Linked DNA regions of Mus musculus: region 2 is linked to region 1. A link is a contact called in public Hi-C data. All regions are on one chromosome and are shown on one strand. Each heading gives the region's core, a stretch centred on a gene start, on an enhancer-like site or on the middle of the called end of the contact. The rest is flanking DNA. Distances are from core to core; before and after follow the strand shown. Region 1 holds the start of E230014E18Rik (a long non-coding RNA gene). Region 2 overlaps Tcp11l2 (t-complex 11 (mouse) like 2).

Evidence for each region. Hi-C and Micro-C count contacts between places; a contact is called where the count stands out from the background.
Region 2: a contact with region 1 is called in a Hi-C map of cardiomyocytes, with 2.3 times the contacts expected there. The contact joins the enhancer-like site here to the promoter of E230014E18Rik in region 1. A contact is called at or near these places in 3 of 39 promoter capture datasets (hematopoietic stem and progenitor cells and liver), 3 of 15 datasets of contacts at CTCF or cohesin (CD8 T cells, embryonic stem cells and pro-B cells), 29 of 484 Hi-C or Micro-C datasets (the BV-2 cell line, CD4 T cells, CD8 T cells and 18 more), 4 of 115 datasets of contacts at active chromatin or transcription factors (the HPC-7 cell line, PVALB interneurons and embryonic stem cells) and 3 of 9 other capture datasets (adipose tissue, embryonic stem cells and liver).

Annotation. Positions count from the first base shown.
Region 1 is chr10:84,514,849-84,521,576 of GRCm38.p6, reverse strand. It overlaps E230014E18Rik (a long non-coding RNA gene), which reads right to left and starts at 3,874. Exons shown (of 2, transcript XR_003948929.1): 1 at 3,488-3,874; 2 at 1-903. It overlaps Gm34405 (a long non-coding RNA gene), which reads left to right and starts at 3,915. Exons shown (of 4, transcript XR_380642.4): 1 at 3,915-5,261; 2 at 5,767-5,895.
Region 2 is chr10:84,587,103-84,593,822 of GRCm38.p6, reverse strand. It overlaps Tcp11l2 (t-complex 11 (mouse) like 2), which reads right to left. Exons shown (of 10, transcript NM_146008.2): 3 at 6,584-6,719; 4 at 3,819-3,939; 5 at 2,515-2,735. Among named protein-coding and RNA genes, the nearest start is that of Tcp11l2, 14 kb to the right of the region's middle. Within about 2 kb of position 1,997, at least 9 of the 459 cell types and tissues checked have an H3K27ac peak or open chromatin away from gene starts, as enhancers often do. A contact at or near this core is called in cardiomyocytes, where this site is marked.

The DNA of each region.
Region 1 (6,728 bases), core at 2,625-5,124:
TGGATGGAACTAGAAAATATCAGCCTGAGTGAGGTAACCCAGTCACAAAAGAACACACATGGTATGTACTCACCGATAAGTGGATATTAGGAAAAAAGCTCGGAATACCCACAATACAACTCATGGATCACATGAAGCTCAAGAAGAGGGAAGACCAAAGTGTGGATGCTTCAGTCCTACTTAGAAAGGGGAACAAAATAATCATGGGAGGTAGAGGGAGAGAGGATCCTGAGAGGGAGAGGGAGGGGAAGGGGAAAAGGGGGACAGGATCAGGTGTGGAGGGGACAGGGGTGGGGGGACATACAGAGGGTCAGGAAATTGAATGAGGTGAGTGGCAGTTGGGGATGGGGAACTGGGGGTAGCCACAAGAAAGTCCCAGATGCCAGGAAAGCAAGAGGCTCCCAGAACCTAACGGGGTTGACATTAGCTGAAATACCCAACAAAGGGGCGAGAGAACCCGTAGAGACCATATGCAGAGGTTAGGTACGGCCCCCAATTGAGGAATGGGGCCACCCACCCATCTCAAAAAATTTAAACCAGAATTGTTTCTGGCTAAAGAAAATGCAGGAACAAAGAGTGGAGCAGAGACTGAAGGAAAGGCCATCCAGAGGCTGCCCCACCTGGGGATCCATCCCACATGCAGACACCAAACCCAGACACTATTGCTGATGCCAAGAAGTTCTTGTTAGCAGGAGCCTGGTATGGCTGTCCCCTGAGAGGCTCTGCCAGAGCCTGACCAATACAGATGCGGATGCTCGCAGATCTCCATTTCCAGTCGGTCTCTGTCATTGTTCTATTGATGGCTTGGGGCTCTCAGTTTGCGAAGCACTGGACCGGATAATTTCTAAGTTACAAATCCAAGGGCAAAATTATACTTGTATGGCGCTAGGCATTTATTTCCACCTATGGGGAACAAATATGGAAGGAGGTAGCTATAGGTTAAAAGATATAAGATATATATATAAGCCCCAACTCAGTAATTTTTACAAGAATTATGATGAGCAAATACACTAAGCCAGCATACATGGTGCAACGTCATTTCCTGTTCTTTTTAGAGATTTATTTATATTTTTAAATCTTATGTATGCGAATCATTTGCCTGCATACGTTTATATAGATCATATGGGCGGCTGGTGCCAGTGGAAGTCAAGAGAAGGAAGGCTTTGGATAGCCGGGATCTGGAGTCATGGATGGCTGTGAGCTGCCGCGCCCATGCTAGGAATGGAACCTGGGTCCTCAGCAAGAGCAACACTTGCTCTTACCTGCTGAGTCATCTCTCCAGCCCCCCACCCCTTTTTTTATGTGTATGTGTCTGTATCGTTTGATATCTGCATAGTATTCCTCCCCACAACTCTGTGCAGGCCAGGCTTCTAAAGACGATGATCAGGTTTTCCACTGATACCCAGAGGCCCTTCTTCCATTCACCTCACTTGTTAGCAGATCCAAGTTCTCATCCCCCATTTCTAAATGGAGGATCAGGAATCCTCACAACAGTTAAGCCAAAGCTCAGGAGTTCCAAGATTCCCACCTCTTTCCTTCCCGTGCTGGGTAGTTTTATATCCACTGGACACAAGCTACAGTCATCAGAAAGGAGGGAGCCTCGTTTGAAAAAAATGCTTCCATAAGATCAGACTGTAGGCAAATCTGTAGGGCATTTTCTTAGTGATTGATGGGGTGGGGCAGCTCATTGTGGGTGGTTGCCACACCACCTCCAGTAGGAGCTGTGTGACAGACCAAGGTGATCAACCTCAAAAGGAGGAGGCCTCCTGGAACCGGTTGTGGAACTCTTCGCCGGAGAAAAAAATATTGAGCCGTAGTTCTTATGACAATCTATCTGTTTTGTTTTCTCTTATTCCTTTTCTTATTTACACGTTCCTGGCAGCCTAGGCCAAGATCTTAAGTGAGAATAATGGGTAAGAAACCATCCCTAGAGATGGGGGTCACTAACATGACCTTATCCCCAGGGAAACCAACGCTTTACTTTCTAAATCATTTACAAAGCTATTATGATAGATAAAAACTTTCCCAACAATAAAATCTCATATGGATACATGTGTGTCATCAGAGATGGATTTTGGTATATGGTAAAGAAAGCCTTAATTAGAAAGAATTACAATAGTTTAAATTTATACATTGAAGATTTATAAAAAAATCAGGCACTGGATATTAAATAATAATTGACCATGGGGCTGGAAAGTTAGTTCAGTGGTTAAGGGCACTGACCGTTAAAGATTTATTAACCTGCTCCTGGAAATATGCCACAAGCCTTGGATGACAGCGCCCACTGAATACATCCTTTTAGAATTGTTATATTTTGATGATTTATAATGATGTTACCTGTTTTGTTTGTGGTTCACTAAATACATAGTTTCAGAGTTGTAATGCTTGGATAACTTTTGTGCTTTACTGTGCCAAATGATTTTTTTTTGGTATCTGTGATTGTTTCATTGGATATAGTTTCTAAGAGATGTAATGTTTGGTTTTTTAATATATAAAATCCCCTGCTTGGGAGCTGCAAAATACACTCAGATTCAAACTGCCTCTATGTTTCTGTTTGTCACTGCCAAACTCTTACCCACCTAGCTTTGAGGACCCTCATTCCAGGGACCCCATACCCAAATGGGGTGGTCCATGGCAGGTGGTACCATTCCTGGCCTGGTAGCCCTGGGTTCTATAAGAAAGCAGGTTGACCTGGAACTCACTCTGTAGACCAGGCTGGCCTCGAACTCAGAAATCCACCTGCCTCTGCCTCCCAAGTGCTGGGATTAAAGGCATGCGCCACCACTGCCCAGCCAAGACTACACAGAGAAACCCTGTCTCAAAAAAGAAAAAGAAAAAGAAAAAGAAAAAGAAAAGAAAGAAAGGAAGAAAAAAAGAAAAGAAAGCAGGCTGAGCAAGCCATACAGAGCAAGCCAGTAAGCAGGACCCCTCCACGGCCCCTGCATCAGCTCCTGCCTCCAGGTTCCTGCCCTGTCTGAGTTCCTGCCCTCACTGCTTTTGACGATGTACAGTTGATACAGAACTGTGATTGAAATAAATCCTTTTCTTCCCATTTGCTTTTTGACCGTGGTGTTTTATCATAGCAATGCTCACCCTAACTAGGACACTCTCCCTTTCCACATCACGGGGGATAAAGCCTTAACACACCACCACCCTCTCTTCCCAGCCTCCTCTTTACCCCCATAACTGGGGATCGGAGGCTAATCACCAGCAGCCTGGTTCATGGCTCATGATACTGCGGAACACCACTCTGCTGCACATGAAGGAGACAGACAGCAAGACAGATGGAGTCCTGCCTTCACTGTAATCCTGGTCCAGTGGGGAAACAGGAAATGGCCGGAAGAAATGAAGACAGGTGTTTGTGCCTCACTGCCCTTCCTGTCTCTGGCTTGTCTTTGGGGACTCCCCCATAGATCACAAGCACAGCCTTTCCCAAGTGTCTGTCTGTCTGTCTGTGTCCCCTTCCCACTATATCTTCCATGCCTACCTCTGGCTGGCTCCTGCCATCAGCTCCTGGGGATCTCATGAGGCTGTTTTCCTCTGTTATGACATCTCCAGCATCTTCCTCCTTTCCTAATCAGACTGCTCCATCTCTGAACCTGAACCCTAAGCCGACTTGAATGCTCCACCCAGGACCCCACCCTCCAGGCTGCTGGTCGGAAAGCCTCTTCCCTCTGTGCTACAATGGCTTGCATGACTGCTTTCTTGCTGGATGGCACCCTCCGTGTTTGGGTCTTTCATCTCTGTATCTGCAGAGAAGTTACCATGCTTGGTTCTAGGAGGCGTACCAAGTAACTAACACTTCCTGAGTACTGAGTATGCACAGTCATTCTTCTAAAGGCTTTATGACAGCCACACAGGGAGGCACTATGTTTAGCAACCCACCCTGCCCCACCCTGCCCCGTTTCTTGATAGGTGAAGGCTCCAAGGAGGCTAAGTACTTTGTTCAGAACATTTCCTGGTCATAGTAAGTGGTGAACCAAGTCCCCCCCTCCCAATGATGTGCTATAAAAATGGAAGACTGAAAGCAAAACTCTATTCACCTATGTATTTTTCAGTTAGTGAGTACATCAGTGTCTAACTGTGCTGTGCTAAGCAAAGAACACTTGTATTTACTTAGAGCTCTATAAGAAAGCAGGCTGAGCTTACTTGGAGCTCTACGTGTGTGTGTGTGTCTGTGTGCATCTGACACATGTCCAGGCCTTCAGAGGTCCGAATAAGGTGTCAGATTCCCTGGAATTGGAGCTGTGGATAGTTGTGACCTGTCCAACATAGGTGCTGGCAATGGAACCTGGGTCCTCTGCAAGAGCAGCAAGTGTTCCTAACAGCCGAGCAGCCGAGCCATCTCTCCAGCCCTTAATTAACTCCATGACCCTTTTTGTATGTGAGGGAAATTTCCCAGTTAAAGGGTGTGTGATTGTGTGTGTGTGTGATTGTGTGTGTGTGTGTGTGTGTGTGTGTGTGTGTGGTGTTGCAGGATCTTACTATGCAGCCTCAGGCTGGTCTTGAACTAACAGTATTCTCCTGCCTCAGACTGGTCCTGGGATCAAAGGAGCATATCAAGACAGTTGGCCCTATGGTCACTTTTTGTAAGGAGAAGAAACACAGGGAGAAAACTCACGCATCAGACATACGATAGTGTAAATCAGAAAGCCCATGATAACCGACTCACCACCAGTCCCTGTGGGCCTGTAATCACGATCAATCAACGTGAATAATTCTGATAGGGACAGACCATGCAACAAACAGGCCTTGCATAGTAAAGATTAAAGGGGCTCAAATTAAACCTTCGTCTTTTTTTTTTCCCCAGATGGGGAGACAGCCTCAGAGAGAGGAAGTTGTTCACCCAAACTGCTCAGACCAACTGGTTCAGGAGACAAGACAGGGCCTTGTTCCTCCTCCCTGGTTACTTGTCTTGGCCCCGTGCCAGCCTAAGTAACGATTGGAAGCGCCGGGCAGCAAGTGAAGGATCAGAGCTGCTGCAAAAGGTGTGGCACTTCCTCTAGGCTGTGCCAGGCGAGCGTGTTGGTTCCTGACACCCTGAGCAAGGCCGATTGGGCAATGGGCCTGTGGTGAGGGCAGAGCCACCTGTGCTGGGGTACTTGGTCATGTTCTGTGGAAAGTGATGGTTGCACACTGGGTGCAGCTTCCCCTGTCTTAGGCCATGTGCTCGCATGGAGTCAGTCTTAGAAACACCGATATTTAGAAAGTTCCAACCTCTCATTTTCTTAATTGGCTCTCATGGGGAGAGGAGTTCCGAGGTAGAATTATAAGGTCAGGATGGAGGACACTGGATGAGGGTGCTGGTCTGACAGGCTGTGCTGCTCTGGGTAACTTGCCCCTTTTCTGAGCTCCACAGTCTTTCTCACCTTCAACTCTCCTTGACTCTGTAGCCTGTCCTGATTCTTGGGGAACTTCCTGAGGGTAGGACTGGGGAGGAGGGCTGGAGGGCTGGGGAGAATGGAGGAGGGCTGGGGAGGATGGAGGAGGGCTGGAGGGCTGGGGAGAATGGAGGAGGGCTGGGGAGGATGGAGGAGGGCTGGAGGGCTGGGGAGAATGGAGGAGGGCTGGGGAGGATGGAGGAGGGCTGGGGAGGAGGGCTGGAGGGTTGGGGAGAATGGAGGAGGGCTGGGGAGGAGGGCTGGAGGGTTGGGGAGAATGGAGGAGGGCTGTATAGGTGAGGAGGAGGGGTAGAGATTGGCCGTATCCCTGGGGGTGGGGGGAGGTGAGTGGCTTTTGTCTGAACCAAGCCTCTGTTCCCACCAGAGACTGACACACAGCACCCCCTTACTTATTGATATGAAGTGGACGAAGTCTCTTCACCTTGAGATGGTACAGACCCATCAGGAAAAAAATCCAAGGCTGCTCAAGCTACTGAATTTTTTCTGTTAGGAGGTATGTGGTTCAGCATCAGGGGAGAATGTGGTGCCATCTAGTGTCTGATCCTGGGATCACAGGAATGGTATGATTTAAACTCTGGTGTGAGCTAGGGCATCATTACATACAGCCCCAAGGCTACTATTTGAAGAGACCTACACGTGCACTTTTCTGTGCTATAAACACCTTTACAGCACACACACACACACACACACACACACACACACACACACACACACACCCCTAATTAGTTCCCTTTGAGAACCTAATGATGAAGAGGTCTGTTCATATGAATCTTTGGAACATTGGCTCTAAGGAGCTTTCTTCTTCCCCAATCCATCTAGCCTGGAAGGTCAGGCAGAGAGACTTTTAGACCGGTAAGCCAAATTGGGATATTAGTATTCGGTGATAACCTCTCAAATTGTGCATGTGTTAAATGTCACACCCTGGGTGGGACACATGTTGTACAGCTCAGGGGATTGGCCAGGGGAATGGGTTGTCTCTGATAAAAAATTTGTTTCCTAAAATGCACCCGGGATCCGAGCCTTCAAGCTCATCCTGTGTACCCCATATTGGCAGTTAGGAAATTGGGTTCTGTGTTCAAACTCCAGCCACACCCCTACCAATCTGTCTGCCCGTGGAAACACTTCTTGTATTCTATGCCTGGGTCTCCCCACTTAACAAATGGATGTGAAGCCGGCGACACCTACTTACTTCATGGCGTTGGTGTAAGGTTTGAAGTACTTTCAAATCTTTCCACTTGGGACGTAACAATTGGCCACAGTGCTGGGAATGCTGGGAGCTGGGGAAACAAAGCTTGTAGCAAACTGTCGCCTCTAGAGTCCATGGCT
Region 2 (6,720 bases), core at 748-3,247, 74 kb before region 1:
TTGAGAGATGCTGGCTTATAAATATGGCATTTTATTCAAGTGTTTAGAAATGCAGTTATGAAATACACAGAAGATGCATGGAATGGGAAAGCGTCTTACTGAGTGAAGTGACACAGGTCCAGAAGGACAACCATCATGTGTTCGCTCAGGGGATGATCTGAGCTTAGACCTTTGCAGATTCATGTGTTTGTGTTGTATAGGTGTCTGTAAACAAGAAACAAGAAAAAGGCCAGGAGGTTGAAGACGGCCTTAAGAGGGTGAGAAGCAAAACATACAGACCATGACAGTTGAGGAGGAAGAACTATGATGTGTGAAAGGTTTAAAAGGGAAGGAGCCAGGAGTGTGTGTGTGTGTGTGTGTGTGTGTGTGTGTGTGTGTGTGTGTAACAGAGACAAAAGATGCATTGTGTAACAGAGAGAAAAGATGTATTAAATATATGAAGTGTGAAAGGTTTAAAAGGGAAGGAGCCAGGGAGTGTGTGTGTGTGTGTGTGTGTGTGTGTGTGTAAAACAGAGACAAAAGATGTATTGTGTACCAGAGACAAAAGACGTATTAAAGATCCATATAAAAACTCACTGCTTTATACACTAACTAAAAAGCCCCTATTTTTAAAAAGCTTGTAATGCAGAAATCCTACACGAGCGGGTAATGCTGCTCCTAGAAGTTGTGGGTCTTTAAAGCTAAAATCCGACTGTCAGGAGTAAGTCATCTCCCTCTGAGTTGGTGCCCAGAGAGGCTCAAAATTTCCCCCATACAACACTGCTCTTGGGTGTTCACTAGAATTAGACAGTAAGACTCTATGTACTTTGTCAGACAGAGGAATCAAGCTGGACCTAAGCTGGCTGCTGCCCTGGCTGTCAGTGTTACTGTGTTAGAAGATGCTAGCCAGGCTGCTGGTGGAAACAGTCATCAGCGATTTAATCCAGCTGTGAACCCTGTGTGCTACAGTACAGACCTGCTGGGCAACAGTGGCAGGACTATTATTGTGAACCAACTACCTTCGGATTGGATTTAAGGCCTCTTCACAGGAGGGAATACACACTTGGTACTATATGCTAAGTCAAAGATCCTATTATTCGGAAGGTCATAGGCCATAGGGGATAGTTACTGTTGCTTAAATACACATACTGTCAAACTTCCTTTTAAATATGTATGTTTATGTTAATAGATTAGTGCTACTCTCAGACACAGCAAGTGAAGGGTACAAGACTGGGTCCTTCAACATTCCAGAATGGGTAGAGAAGACATCATGAAGCCCCATCCCTGCTCAGGAACTACTAGCAGTTAATGGGTGCCAGGAGAGGAGCTGGCATTTTCTTCAGTGATTGTAGCTTCTGGTGAGACTCCACCCATGCTTATGCAAGCAACTTTAAACTCAGGGATCAAAAACATGTGGCATCCAGTAGGTGACCACGACCAAGATAAACACTGAAGATCTGACATCATATAGGTAACTGGAAGCAGAGCTTCTACAATCTTCCAGAACTCAGCACAATACTAAAGATATAAAAAGCCCATTTTATAGACAGGTGAAGTGTCACCTTGAGAAACTGTCAACTTGCTATGGGCTACAAATAAAATTACCTTCTATATACAGACCAGTTTCCATTCCTCTGCTTTCTAAAACTGTTACACAAAACTCAGTCCTCAATATGACTTGTATTCATAAAACAAAAAAAAATCCTATCGATGGCAATAAGCAGTTCACAGTATGTCCTCTGGAATCATAAGGAAGTTACTGTCTACAGAGTTAGACAAGCTTCTCACACATTAATGTGAGCCTCAAAAACCTGGAGACACTGTAGCAGACCTGGATAGCTGACTACCAATACCCTGGCAGATATGAGGCTATGGGTGGGCCTTCAATCTGGGTGGGGCCGTGTGGCTAGTCAAAGTCAAGGGCATATGCCCTCTTGAGGCTGAGTTTACACACTGATGTCCCAGTCTTTCCACTTGCAGCTGGATGAGAAAATATCACAAGCAGGGTGAGGGCAGCCAAGGACAGAGGAGCTCTGGGTTCCCCAAAGGCAAGTGGACAGTGCCTGACCAATAATCCTAGAGAGAGACACCAGCACCAGCAGATTCTTATTGGTGAAATCATGAGAATTCAATAGCAGCTAATGGCTCTTAACAATGCCATGACCTCCTCTAACCCTGACTATATTAGGATACCTTTCCTGGAAGCTCCACCCTCTATGATTCCTTCCACAGCACCAGAAACAACTGTCTAATCAGCATAGGTCATTGGTCAAGGTCTGTCTCTTCCCTTCATCCTAACCCCCTGGGGCCAGGAATTCTGATTTTATTACTATATCCTCAAGGCCCACTGCATGCAGAATAACTACCTCACTAGAAAACTCAACACACAGTGTCAAGGACTGACCGGCTCCCGTTTCTGTTTTTCCCTTGGCATCACAAGCTCCTTTGCAAGGCCAGTTATCTATTTCCCATTACTCCCAGTCTCTTGAAAGAATCTGAAGCCACTAAGAAAACGCACACAGCAAAAGGGCTAACCTCAGCATCTCCACGATGTTGGTGGTAGCTTTCAGCTCTCGGATGTCTTCATCTCTCACAGGAGCACATATCTTCCCCATGGTGGTGATGACATAGTTGGCCAGACCTTGGATGTCGACAGCACTGTGCTCGGCCTGCTGTCTAATGAGGTCGATGTCCAGAACCTCACAGATCTGGCTGTGAAGTCTGTTCCCGCCAGGCGTGAGGAAAGAGAGAAGAATCTGCACAGGGAAAGAAGAGTCAGCGGCGGCCCTGTCCCAGAGGAGGACGCTCCCCGCTCACACTGCACCGTCCCCAATGCCACAAGCTATGCCTCTGCCTGCAAGGACATCAGACACGTGCAGTGCCTCAACCCGGAGAAGAAAGTTCAATCGGCTGAAACAAAAGCCACGGCTCTTCAGAATGACTGACGTTTCAGGAGGAAAACTGGACACCTCCAAAAAGCCTTCAGTGAGGCTGCACATCATGGCTCCAAAACCACTCAAGAGCAGATGACTCTCCGAACCCCCACGTGAAGTCCATGAAGAATAGTTTGTGTACAAATACTACACAAGCCAGTGCTTAACTGAGTACTCTTAGTATGGTGGACTCTGAGCTCACATACACAGTAATGGCTGGGAACACAAAAAGCTCTGAGCCTGACCCTTCTGATCTGGGTAAGTTAGAGCACTATGTACATAATAATAGTCCTGCAGTGCATGCTAAAGAGCAAGCGTCTCGTAAACAGCCACTGAAAAGAACTGCCACCTTCTTGTTTAGTTCTCACAACTATCCTGTAAACACTCAAGACACGGACATTTTCAGAGGGTGAGCTCATTACTAGCCCAGGTCTAACTCTTAGGTCTCAGTGTGTACTAAAGCACTGCCCTGAGTTCTGTCTGCTGCCTTGATTTCCTAGATTCTACCTAACGAGAGAGAGTCACCAAGGAGTCTACTGGGATCTGACTACTCAGTCTTTTAAAATGAGGGATGATACCAAGGTAGCACACAGTCTCTGGGAGAGGAAACACAACTGCTACAGTGTACTGTGGGCACACACTCACACTCACACTCACACACACTCACACTCACATGCCAAAACCCAATTCTGAGGTAACTATGTAATCAGAGTAGAGTCATTGTCATGTAAGGATTCTCCTGTGAAATAGGCCTTCATGAGGCAGCAAATCTGCTGATGTCTTAGTCTCAGACATCTCAGTCTCTAAGATTGTGAGGAACTTGTACCTTTTATAAGCTATCCATTTCTGGTACCCATTACGTTACCCCAGCGAGTTAAGGTGTTGATGGTATAAACACCGACTTGCCTCTCTGATTTCTTCAAACAGTTTGATGGCATATTCATACTGAGGAGGCTCAGCACTGAGATCTGCTTCCAAGACATCCCAGAAGGCCTGGTGGACAACACGCTTCACTTGACCAGCAAGGCTGCAGCAACGAAATGGACTATTTTAAAATAAGCATTACAAGACACATGTTCACAATAGACTTCTTAGAAAATGCATTTTTAAAAAACCCAGAATTTCTGAGTTTGAGGCCAGCCTGGTTTACAGAGTGAGTTCCAGGACAGCCAGCGCTATACAGAGAAACCCTGTCTCGAAAAAACAACCCCTCCCCCCAAAAAACAAAAACAAAACAAAACAAAAAAAAACCCACAACATATCTTATCCTTAGACCCATGATTAATCTTTTAGCATGTTTTCCCTGTTCAAAGCATGGTATTGGTTTCACACAGTAGAGAACACTGGGTTTAGTGGTTGTAAGCACTTGTGCAATCATGAGGACCGGAAGCTAGATATCAGAACCTTCTTAACAAGAGAGGGGTTCCACACATGCCTGTAACTCAGCTCCAAGGAATCAGATTCCCCCTGGTGGCCTCAATGCACACAAATGTTCATACACACACACACACACACACGCATAGACCTACACACACACTAATATAAATATTTAAAAATATCCAATCTGCACCATATAAAATACATTTTTTAATTTATAGATTTATATTGATTTCCCCCTAACCTCTAAAATGTTTCCTTAGCATATCTTTCTTTAAAAAAAAAAGATTTATTTATTTATTTATTTATTTATTTATTTATTATATGTAAGTATACTGTAGCTGTCTTCAGACACTCCAGAAGAGGGCATCAGATTACATTATGGATGGTTGTGAGCCACCATGTGGTTGCTAGGATTTGAACTCAGGACCTTCTGAAGAGCAGTCGGTACTCTTAACCACTGAGCCATCTCACCAGCTCCCAGAATATCTTTCAATAACTTCAAAAACTTCTGTCCTAAGAAGATCTATCATTTATTAGATTGCCTTCAATACAGCTCTATATTTTAGGGATAAGGTAACAGCATTGCTCTTTCTTCAACAGCTGAAGTTCTATGGCAAGGGACAGAACAGGTTGGTTCAAGGACATGTGTTTTGAATGGCTGCCATCTTCTACTCAGGAGTCCCATTTAAAGTCAGCCAGACCTAAACTGCTGAAACAGGAGACTTCCCAGGAAGAGCTCACAAAGCATCACCTTGCTCAATGTTTTAAGTCAATTTATTCCCATAGAACTGTTTAATTATACACACACATGGGGGAGGGGAAGCAAGCACTGGGCAGAGGAGGGGGACCATAGCATCCATCGTGTGAAGTCAGAGAACAGTTTCCAGGAGTTGATTCTCTCCCCCTCCCTCCCTCCCTCCCTCCCTCCCTCCCTCCCTCCCTCCCTCCCTCCCTCCCTCCCTCCCTTCCTTCCTTCTTTCCTTCCAGCATATGGGGTGTGAGGCTCAAACACATGTTAACTCGGTCTGTCTAGCATGGCAGTAGGAACCCGAGACATTCCCCTGGTCCCAAGAGAACTTACTGAGATGACAACAAACTTTAAAAACCATGCATTTTCCTGCACTATTACCCCCAAGGAGCCTCTTTCGCTAGCAAGCACCACATTTCTCTCTCAGGCATTCTCATAACCACTCCATGCCTGCCTTTAGTAAGTAATCAGTGGATGCCTACTGAGGTAACAATTAGCAGCCGAGTGCATCTCCTAGTGCGCTGCAGCACTGTGTATGAGAGATAAACATTAGCGTTCTGAGGTGTGTAAGCTAGATGCGTCCTTGTGACCACACATCACATTCAACCTAGCCCTTTAAATATTCCAACTTATGCTAGTGGCTAAGGAGATTTCTGTGAGGGAAAGGCCCTTTCCAGGTTCTACCATTCTCCCAGACAATGACAACCACCTCTGGGCTCCTGACCTCACAGGGCACACTTACCTGACTGGAATGGGCCATAGCTCCCTAAAGAACCCCAGTGCTTGCGATTATGTTTGTGTAGAAGCTCAAGTCTATGTTTTACCTTCTTTATTTTTCTGGAGAAGCATGTGAGAACGGCGGCAAGGCAGGGCAGGCAATCAAATCATGTATAAGTGCTCCTGCTATACGCCAGAACCCAATTTCACCAGGTTTTCCCTAAAGACAAATCTAATAAAAATGTGTCAACTATACTTTCAAAAGTATAAGCTCTAAGATGGAGAGATGGCTCCATGGTGAAGAACACTGGTTGCTCTTTCAGAGGACCTAGATTTGGTTCCCAGCACCCACATGGAGGCTCTCAACTGTCTAAAACTCTAGTTCCAGGAGAGCCTACATACATTTTCTCTTTGAGCAATAGGCACACACATGGGACATAACAGACACACACGTACATGCACACATGCAAAATACCCACATATATATAACTAAAAAGAAAAGTATAATATTTTGAATAATAAGGGATTGGTGGAGACCACAAAGTCTAGGAAGTTCAGGGACACCAAGACCATTTTTTTTCCTCAGGCAGTGACATATAAACTGAGTTCTAAAGACTCTGAATAAATGTTCCTAGAGAACTTATAAATCAACAAGTAGACCTTGTAAGAGAGCTAAATACCATGTATGCCCTATGGATATTGTACAAGAATTTCCAGGAAACATGATACACACACACACACACACACATACACACACACACACACACACACACACACACACACGGGCAGACAGACACAGAAGTACACACACACCACAACAGGTTACCTGTTCTCGGGGAGAGCATTTTGCTTCAGCTGGAAGTTCTCATTCACAGCTATTTCATGAGCGAGAGTCATGTCTGATAAGTTCTTTGCTGCAGCCATCACATCATCAAACATTAAGCCCCGGGGAGGGCTTGTTGC